Regions from separate parts of the Zea mays genome. Here region 1 is linked to region 2. The links are chromatin contacts, called in public Hi-C maps. All regions are on one chromosome and are shown on one strand. Each heading gives the region's core, a stretch centred on a gene start, on an enhancer-like site or on the middle of the called end of the contact. The rest is flanking DNA. Distances are from core to core; before and after follow the strand shown. Region 1 has its middle 120 kb from the start of LOC103650297. Region 2 holds the start of LOC103650299 (receptor protein-tyrosine kinase CEPR1).

Region 1 (5,315 bases), core at 1,295-3,794, 180 kb after region 2:
GGAGTTGTGAACTCTTTGAGTTGTGTTGCGAGCTCTTGCTGCGACTTGTGTGCGTGTTGTTGCTCTGATTTTGAGTCTTGTGTGCGTTGCTAGTTCCTCCCTTACTCCGTATTTCTTTGTGAATCTCAAGTGTAAGGGCGAGAGGCTCCAAGTTGTGGAGATTCCTCGCAAACGGGATATTGAGAAGAAAAGCATAACACTGTGGTATTCAAGTTGATCATTAGATCACTTGAGAGGAGTTGAGTGCAACTCTCGTCCGTTGGGACGCCACAACGTGGAGTAGGCAAGTTTTGTACTTGGCCGAACCACGGGATAAATCACCGTGTCCTCTCTGTGTTGATCTTCTTGTGATTATCATATTGTGCAAGATCTTCGCTCTAGCCACTTGGCATTAACTGTGCTAACACTTAATCAAAGTTTTGGGGCTTAAGTTTTTAAGATTTACAGGATCACCTATTCACCCCCCCTCTAGGTGCTCTCACCCTCCGACCCAGGGGTGGCGGGGTCCTTAGTACCACCTCTCTTCCAGGTGATCTAGGTCTATACTCGGATCGGCGATGTGAATAGTGGGGCCGCCACGTCGATATTGTTGTAATAACCGGACGATACGGAAGTGTTGGGAGGACTACTCACTTCGTCGTCATAGAGACATCCCGACATGGCGCACGGTTGAGTTGGGGCCCATGTACCTGAGAACATGCCACTGCGGGTCGAGCCGTGACCACCCGAGGTTTGACCACAGTCGTTTCCAAGGTTGTGCTGGATCTCGACGAGGGCCCTTTTTTCATGAGGTCGGTGATGCGTGATCCTAGAGTGCCCTTCCCTGCGCCCAACACCCGATGTAGGGCACCCCTTTGGTTGATGATACATGAGAGGGATCCGAAGTGGAAAACCTCCCCAATAGTGAATTTGAAGACGATGTTGAAGGTGACAACCATGGAGCTGTCGGGAATCGACGTCGCACCCCCCTACCTAGCGCGCCAACTGTTGGTGCTAGGTACCGATGGTGCACTACGGAGTGTGTCCACGTAGTGCTTTTGGGAGGACGATGACGTTGATCGCAGCTCCATGGTTCGTGCAAGGCACGATGGAACAAAATGAATTATACAAGTTCGGGCTGGAGATTGTATTGATCTAAGTTCAAATGTTTACAAGTGATTGCTGAAGGTAGAAGATGAGGATGATCTTGTGATCTAGCGGAGTCTAACTTTTTGTAGGGGTACCCTCTCAGCTTTATATACATGACCGAGGAGATATCCCTGTACATATTGGAGTACTTGTCCATGTTTATCCGTTACTCACGGTGATCGTGCTGATTCTTCAAGTCGCACATTGGCCTCTCTTGCAAAGCTCGCACCCACTTTGCATGCGCAGGCCAAGTCACGCAGTATTTAGTTAGCCTTAAACTCCCGCGCGTGGGGCTTTAAGCTAGCTTCAGCTACCTCGTGTCGAGGCCCAAAATTCAGCCATCGAGGCCATATCGGGGGCCTTTCAAGTACCTTAGGAAACGAGTCCGTGTTTTGATGATTCGGGGATATCTATCCCCCACAAATACTCCTTTCGTTCAAAATTATAATTTATTTGACTTTTTAGACCAAGTTTGTTCCGCTCGTCTTATTAAAAAATTTTGCAAAAAATCATTACTATACTGAAAGTATATTACACTAAGGCCCCGTTTGTTTTATTAGAATTGAATTCCATTTTAATAATTATAATTTAGACAAAACTAATTAAGTTTATATATTTATATACGTAATATATTTCTATATTATCCTAAATCATATGAAAAAGATAGTTATATACTATATTTATGTTAGAGCGACGCAAGTAGAAGAGTGTACTATAAGTTGTACATCAGAAAAATAGCATGTAAATCTATAGAATCAATTTTCATCTTCCACCCCATGAATTTGAGATAGACTTATATGATAACTTTGGAAAGTGATGAAATGTCACATTCTAAAAAAATAGCTCATTCCATTAGTAAGATTCCAATTTCTCAAAATGAAAGGAAACAAACGGGACCTAAATGATATCATAATAAAATAAATGATAAATATGACATTTTCTATTACGACGAGGTAGTCAAATTTGGTTAAAAACCAAACGACTTATAATTTGGAACGGAGGGGGTAAGAACGTTTAAATTAAATGGAATTTAGGCGCTTCACCATTATAGCTACTAGCTAGCAACCGTAGGCATTCGGCACAAATTCTTTACTGCTGTTTAACACGTCAAGAAGAATAATTCCATCGAAAAGGATGAAATAATGCCACAGGAATGGAATGCACACGTGTGCTCCAATGTTTTCCGCTTTAGTTTCCACGGTCGTCGTTTTTTTTTGGATAGCACCGAATAAAACTTCCATCCTCGTTGTACTGATGAAGAAAAAAATGTCCTACAAAGAACAGCATGAATAAAAGAAAAGTCAAAAATATTTAGTCCATTTTTTTCTGAATTTCCCAAAAGAAAAGGAGGGATGGATATTTGAGAACAAAGTAATTTTCGTGGAGGTGGTGGTGGGTCCACGTCGAGGAATCCATGGTGGATAAGGAGTTGCGGATAAAAATAAAATGTAACTCACCATGGGTGCACATGAAAAAGGAGACCGTGACGACTCCAGTTTTTTTTTTAAAGAAGAAACTTTCCTTATTCTATTTGCGTATGCATGCAGTCATCCTCACGTGTTTCTCGCCTCTCCTGATTGGCCAAAAGCATCATTAAGTTTAGAACAACATCAGAACAATCGTTGTATATAAAAGAATTAGTACATAATAACGTATGGTTCGTCACTCAATTAACCCAACATTAGTGGCTTGACCTGGTAAAAACACATAGATGTGTTTGGTTTGAGGTTAAAATGGGATGAAGCGGGGATGACACCATCCCCTCGATTTTTTGGAATCACGCCGCCACCAAAAACTAATCCGGTGTTTACGTCACCCCTACATAACTCTCATCCAAACACTATAAAAATTGTGGCCGTCCCCTTTCATTCGTCCATATACATCCAACTAATAAACACACCCTTAGTGACTTGATAAAAAAACATCACGAGTCCAACCATATAGCACTATCTTTCATTATTCGGGGAAGACCATATCGTCAAGGTACATTTAACGGACCTGACTATCGAGATCATCGCTCCTAGAACTCTATGCCCAGAACCTGCCTTTGCTTCGACCAAGGCTGAGGTCTAGCCTTAGGGACAACTTGATCTCGACACACTCCAAGGGAATAACAACTTGATCTCGAGGCCCTCTGATGTGCGGGCATGCCTCGATGGGGCCTCATGACACAGTTCTCATAGGCCTGGCTTTGGCATGTATCCCGATTGGGGTGCACAACACCATGAGGGCATTACACCTTATGCTTCTATGAGCCTTGGAGGAGCAAGACCATTGAATGTGCACCACTCCCCCTGCCTTGTATTAGGACCAGGGTGAGGCAACCTCCAAGCATAAGGGTTCTCCGAACACTGGTCATCTCGACGGGCTCGTCGGTGCCTTGACTTTGGTGCCTATGACACCATTGGTCCTCTCGACGCCATGGAGGCTCTTATCCACAACCCATTGACATCAGACATCAGTGGGGCTCCTACTAAACAATGTGATAAGACATTGCCACATTCATAGCCACCAATAGGGTCAACCATTTCCCTTCTCTCCTTGTGCAACCAAAATTAGAAAAGGTTGCAACGGACCAGGATCTCCATTTACGCACTCTCGGGTCCCGACCATGGTTTATCTTTGTCCAGGCACCGGTGTCGTGCCATGGTCTTGACCTGGCACAGAGTTGCTTTTTGGCAAGTTAGGAACAACATTTTCTGGATCTTAATAGCGTTCGTCATCGTCACCTTCTGACAAGGCGTTCACGACAAGAAAATGCTCACAAAGCTCGCCACCTGCAACATTCAAAACATTGGAGAGATGCTCTCTCTAGCAGACAAGTGTGTGTGAATGGTAATGGGTAGAGGAAGGTATGCTCCTAGTGAAATGCAACCAGGGATGTCGGACGCTGGGCCCTCCCAACCCAAGCCTTGAAAAATTAAAAAGGGTAAAGGCCTAGTGGACCCAAAATCTGTGTTACCATAGAAAGGTGCAATGAACCTACCCCCTAGGAATGAGAAGCAACTCCACCCAACCCCCGGGCACTGGTGGGTGCTGCCCTATGCACAGGTCGGATACTCATGATCTGATTGAGTGCAGGGCTATCAAGGATTTGGTTGAGTGTTTGTAGCAGCGCCCTAACCAGAAGCACCCTAATCAGAGACATCCTAACCAATGAAGTCCCAAACAACAATGCCCTGAATGGCAACAACAACAACGAGATCTGCAATATGGATAATTCTAGTTTGTACTCTTTCGGGATAAAAAATGTCCTCTACAATATTCAAGATATTACTACCACCATATTAAAAAGAATGTGATCAAGATCTAGTCTAAATCAAATTATTTTAGTTTTAACTAAGTATATCGAAAATACTATCATCAGTTATAATTTCACATAAATATAATTTATAACAAATTTATACGATGCTTACTTGATATTATAAATATTAGTACATATTTAATAGAAAATAATATCAAACTAAATATTGATTTTGTACCGTAGCTAGAATTACATTCTTTCTAAGACCGAGTGAGTACTTCGCTTCTAGGCAATCTATACTACTTTTTCTAGCACTGCTCCTCAATTGCACCACTAACTAATTAACTAAGGTGCTGTTTGGTTGATATGTTTGTAATGTAATAGGTAACAAATAACGTTAAATCATATTTGTTTAAGTCCAACCATAATCGGATACCACACTAGAAATTGATACCAGTCTATACAAATTTGTTACCGCTGGTAATCGAATGCAAACCATTACCGTTATCATTTACGTTACATTTTGGGAACCAAATGGCACCTAACTTCATTGTGCATGCATGATCGCTACAATGATAAATAAGGGTAAGATGGTAATTTTGGTATAGGGATCTAAACAGTGTAGATTACCATAATCTATAACCTAAAGAGTGTAGATTATGCAATGGAAGAGTTAGGTATATATGGTACGGCATGGTAACTCACTTTTACTTCACCGTGAGAAAAAAGGAGAGATCGAATCGATTACAAAGATATGAATAATCATTTCGTAAAAGAACAAACACAATGGTTACGGCCATTAACATTCCTAAGGTGAAAACACTGTCATGCGGCATTAGCTTTGTAGTGGGCGGGGAATGAATACTCCTTTTGAACAAGGGCGCATGCATGCTCGCCACAAAGCTAATGCCACGTCAATATTTCAGTCACTGGTCAGTCAATT
Region 2 (5,493 bases), core at 2,284-4,783:
TTTATTCTCGCTTGAAAAAATAGAAAACTCGGAAAAATGGAATTCTCAAACTAGACTTTATATGATCGAATCACTCGTGTAAATCATCGGCACATCAATTAGTATATCTATACTACTATAAATATATTTTATAATCGGTTGCTTAGAGCGGCTCATGTATGCATGTTGGTTTGCCTCGACAGTTGGACGACCTCTTCCTATACTTAATAACTCGGCGACTTGCATTGCATGGGCATGGCACGCTGTTGCTTGAATAATTCAGTTCAATTCTAAGGCGGCGGCGGCGGCGGAGAAGCATGATGATGATCTGCTACGAGTACTTTGGGCTCGCCGGAGCTGTCGTCCTTTGTCGTCCGGCCGGCGGGTGGCCCGGCCTCGGCGAGCATCTGCACGACATCGGCCATGGTGGGGCGGAGTCCCGGCATGCTGCAGGTGCAGCGCACGGCGACGCGCAGCGCCTGCACCATCTCCTCCTTGTATGGACTCCACGCGAGGCGCTTGTCCAGCGCGTCCGCCTCGGCTCCGGCGCCGGCGGCCACCTTGCCGGAGACCCAGTGCACGATGTCCCTCGTGTCCCCGAACTCCGGCTCGATGGGCTTCCTCCCCGTGGCCAGCTCCATCAGCACCACGCCAAAGCTGTACACGTCGCACTTGGTCGTCGCCTTGGACGAGTAGGCGTACTCTGCATATATCAGAGCCTCAGAGGACTTAACAAATAAAAAAAGGAAACCAAATCACGCATGCATGCAAGCATGTACTCCGATCCGATATCCTACCTGGCGCCAGGTAGCCGTAGGTGCCGGCGATGGTGGTGGTGGAGGCGTCTCGGTCTCGGTCAACGCCACCGCCGCCGCGCGCCTGGAGCACCTTGGCGATGCCGAAGTCTGCTACCTTGGGCTCGAAGTCGGCGTCGAGGAGGATGTTGGAGGACTTGATGTCGCGGTGCACGATGGGGAAGAGGAGGTCGTGGTGGAGGTAGGCGAGCCCCTGCGCGACGCCGAGCGCCACACGGTGCCGCGTCGGCCAGTCCAGCAGCAGGTAGCAGCCGTGGAGCGCCTCCCACAGGTTGCCGTTGGGCATGTACTCGTACACCAGCAGGTTGCAGTCTGCGCCGGAGTAGCAGCAGTAGAGCTTCACGATGTTCTTGTGCCGGATGCTGCCCAGCGTCTCCACCTCCGTGCGGAGCTCGCGGTCGCCGAGCCACCCGCCGCCGCCGCCGTCGCTTGTTGTGCTGTCTCTCGTGTTGGTTGTGTTGGTCATCGCCGCCGCCGCCGCCCAGTCCACCTGCTTGCTGCTCGGCCCACGCAGCAGCCGTTTCGACGACGACAACCACAGCTTCTTCACCGCCACCAGCTCGCCGCTGCTAAGCTCGATCTTGTACACGGTCCCAGAGCCCCCGTGCCCCACGATATTCTTGTCGATCAGCGCCTCCAGGATCTCGTGCTGCTCGAAGCTCAGCTTGTGGAAGCTCCTCACGTCGTACGACGCGCTGGACGCCGGCGACAACGCCAGCGCCCCCTCCTGCTCCGCGCACCGCCGCGCCCGCAGCACCCACCGCCGCGCCAACGCTAGCATCGCCACGGCGCACACCAGAGCGCAGACGCCCACCACCCACACGTTCCTGGCCAGCCCCCGCCGCAGGCTCGGCCGCGGGCAGAGCGGCAGCGCCGGGTCCGTCAGGTTCAGCCGGAACGCCACGCACAGCCCCGGGTTCCCCGCCACGCTCTCCAGCAGGCCCTCCTTGATCAGCTGCAGGGGCACCGGCCCCGACAGGTTGTTGTTGGAGAAGTCCAGCGAGTTGGGCAGCAGCTTGCACAGCGACTCCGGGATCTCGCCGGACAGCGCGTTGTCCGACAGGTTCAGCACGTTCAGCGCCTTGAGCCCGGCGAGCGTCTCCGGGATGGATCCGTTCAGCCTGTTTCCCTGCAGGGACAGCTGGTTCAGCTTCGACAGCAGGCCCACGGACTCCGGGATGGGTCCGGCGATGAGGTTGTCGCTCAGGTCGATCTTCACCAGCCCCGACGCGGCGGCGATCTCCGGAGGGAGCTGTCCGGACATCCGGTTGTTGGACGCGAACAGCGAGGTCAGGTTCGTGGCGCCCGCCACCGTGGCCGCCACGGGCCCGGTGAAGTGGTTGTAGCTGAGGTCGACGATGGAGGCGTGCGGGAGGCCGAAGATGCCCGGCGGCACGTCGCCCTCCAGGTGGTTGTTGCTCACGCGGAACCGGAGCAGCGGCGTGCACTCGGCGTACGCCGGCAGGATGGGCCCCGTCAGGAGGTTGCTCAGCACCAGGATGTACTGGAGCTGGCCGTTGGCGCAGGCGTACGGCGGCAGCGGCCCCGTCAGCTGGTTCTCCGACACCTCGATCACGTTGAGGTCCGAGTACCGGCCGAGGTCGGCGGGGATCTCGCCGGTGAGCTGGTTGCGGTACACGGAGAGGATGCGCAGCTGCGTGGAGTTGCCGAGCACGGCCGGGATGGGGCCCGTGAGACGGTTGGTGTAGATCTGGAGCACGCGCAGGTTGCGCAGCGCGCACAGCGAGTCCGGGATGCCGCCGGTGAGGCGGTTCTCGGAGAGGTCCATGTCGGTGAGCTGCGTGAGGTTGCCGAGCTCGGCGGGGACGCCGCCCTCCAGCTCGTTGTAATAGAGCTCGAGGAACTGCAGGCGCGGGAGGCGCGCCAGCGACTCCGGGATGCGGCCGGTGAGGAAGTTGCCGCTGAGCTCGAGGTCGGTGAGCGACGTCATGTTGCCGAACCACGCGGGGATGCCGCCGCGCATGGACGTGGTGGAGAGGATGAGCACGCGGATGCGCCGCAGCGGCACGAACAGCGACTCGGGCGGCCGCCACACGTCGAAGCCGGGGTTCTCGTTGAGGTTCACCACCTCCAGGCTCGTGACGTTGGCGATGGACGTCGGGAACGCGCCGGTGAAGAGGTTGTTGGAGAGGTCGAGCACCCGAAGCGCGCGCAGCCGGGACAGGTTGGGGGGCACGGCACCCGACACGCCGGAGTAGCTGAGGTTGAGCACCTCCAGGGAGGTGCAGTTGAGCACGCCCAGCGGAAACCCGCCGCGGACATCGTTGTACGCCATCCGAAGCTCCCGGAGCGCGGGGAGCGCCGCGCAGACGCCAGGCGGGAGCCGGCCGACGAGGCGCCACGACGTGACGTCGATGCCCGTGACGTTGCCGGACCGGTCGCAGGCGATGCCGTGGAAGCTGCAGTAGTCCGGCGCCGGCGACATGAAGTCCCACCACCTCGACATGCCAGGCCCCGCGAACTGCTCCTTCATATTGGCGAGATAGGCAGCCTGCGTGTCCAGCTCCAATGCCGCCGCCGCCGCGCCGCCATCGCCGGACGCGAAGAAGATGATGATGATGAGAACGAAGCAGAGCAAGGGTGGAGGTGAACTGCAGAGAGTGGTGGACACCATAGCACCAGCTGACCAGTATGTGTGAGGATGCTTTTCTTGTGCTCGCTCGTACGTGTGTGCAAGCTGCTGTTGAAAGAAACCTTTTGTTGCAAATGGAATTGGAATGGTGAGGAGGAGCTATCAGGAAGGGAGGGAGTAAATAAGTGGAGCGGGAATCTGTGGAGGGAATTGGAATTGCTGAGGGCTTGTTCGCTTTGGAGTGGATTGAGGGGGATTGGAGGGGATTAAATCCCCTCCTATACAAATTTGTGTAGGAGGGGATTTAATCCCCTCCAATCCCTCTCAATCCACTCCAAAGCGAACAAGCCCTGAATGGTGATGGCGATGATATAAACTTTATACTATTTGAGAAGGCTTTTGCAATTACATTTGACAAGCCTTTTGCAATTACATTTGAGTAAGGAGAACAAACAATTCAAAACTTATTTTGTGAATCATCTTCCTCCACGCTAGGCGTTCTATCCATTTCTTGAAGGCGTTCTATCCATTTCTTGAAGGTGTTCTTTACATGTGACATCAAGTAGCTTCTTACTCAAAGTTGAATGAATTTGCTGGACATAGTGATTCTTTCGTAGCTGAAATGTCTCAACACATAAAGATTAAGTTTAGTAAATATTGGGAGGACAAGAATGACCTAAACAACTTACTATTTATTGCCCTTATCTTAGATCCTCGTTACAAGATGACGTATCTTAGCCTTTTCTTTTTTGGGGTATATGGTCCATCAAAGCAAAAGTTGTAGGAAAAATTCAAAACGATATTCGTTATTTATTAATTTGAGTGCTATGTTAAGTGTGCTACAGGTCATAATTACCTCAGTAATTACAATCAACCTCCGCTACATATTACTGTGGATGAGCATGAGCAGAATCCATCCTTATTGCTAGCCTCCCACTTCACTATGCGACTAGAAGAAACTGAGCATGGATAAATATAATTTTGAACTATCCATGTATTTCACAGATAACTGTGAAAAAATACAAATAATTTTGGTCTACTATTGTGGTGGAAATGCAACTCAAACAAGTACCCCATCCTATCTAAAGTTGGCAAAAGGTGTCTTGGCAGTACCTGTCTCTACAGTAGCTTTAGAATCTACATTTAGTTCTAGACTCTAGAGGGAGAATTGTAAATTCCTTTGGCACTTCACTATCTGCTAGCGCGGCTGAAGCTTTAATCTGTCTGCAAAGTTGGATGCTCTCCTTCAGTCGTTATGGATTTGAGAAAACATATAGAGGAAACACAACAGCATTGTACAGTATTTTCGATGGTCACTGTTATTTTTGGTGGTCAGGGCTCGAAAGCCAAAAATAAGCATTTATTTTCGACGGCCACTGACACGGCCACTGAAAATAAATGCTTATTTTCAAAACCGCGCGGCCGACCTTCTTCTTCATTCTTCTCTCTTCTGTTGTCTTCTGGCTATGCCGCCGCACTGTCCCTGCCCTGCCGCGTCGACCGCCCCTGCACAGGCCAACCACGCCGCCAAGCCCGCCCCCACACCGTGCCGCCGTGTTGACCGCCCTCGTCCACGCTGACCGGCCCTGGCGACCTGCCCTGCTGCACAGCCACGACGCCCCACGCCTGACGCGCCGTCCCGCCGCGCCGCCCCTGCTCCCCCCACCAAGAGGTTAAATTTTTTTGCGTATTTTATTCCATATTTTCGGCGGCCGTTATTTTATTACCGTCGGAATTAGTTTATATTTGTAATTGTGTTTGTCTTATTAGTGTGTGTGATTAGTATTATGTTTAGTTCGATTTCATTAATGTATTAGTGGTATATGTGGTTTAGGGATTAGGGGTATATTGTATTTGTGGCATTAATTTCGTATTAATATGTGGTACTATTATATTATTAGTTTTATAATTATATTATATTGGTACGTAGTACAGTTGCATTATTAGTGGTACGTGGTACTTAGTTTGATTTGATTAATAGCATATCATTCTTTATTTTATATATAAGTAATATATAAAAAAATAAACTTATGTTTAGAATAGAAGCCAACAACAACTATTATTTTTAATTACACTAACTAGGAATCGAACTTGAAACCTCTTGTT

What was found. Hi-C and Micro-C count contacts between places; a contact is called where the count stands out from the background.
Region 1: a Hi-C map of leaf shows a contact between it and region 2, with 5 times the contacts expected there. The contact joins the enhancer-like site here to the promoter of LOC103650299 in region 2. A contact is called at or near these places in 2 of 25 Hi-C or Micro-C datasets (bundle sheath and leaf).

What each region holds. Positions count from the first base shown.
Region 1 is chr3:108,249,102-108,254,416 of Zm-B73-REFERENCE-NAM-5.0, forward strand. No RefSeq gene overlaps it. Among protein-coding and RNA genes, the nearest start is that of LOC103650297, 120 kb to the right of the region's middle. Within about 2 kb of position 2,545, at least 1 of the 20 cell types and tissues checked has an H3K27ac peak or open chromatin away from gene starts, as enhancers often do. A contact at or near this core is called in leaf, where this site is marked.
Region 2 is chr3:108,066,369-108,071,861 of Zm-B73-REFERENCE-NAM-5.0, forward strand. It overlaps LOC103650299 (receptor protein-tyrosine kinase CEPR1), which reads right to left and starts at 3,534. Exons shown (of 2, transcript XM_008675904.3): 1 at 777-3,534; 2 at 18-682. The coding sequence starts at 3,429. The coding sequence ends at 270.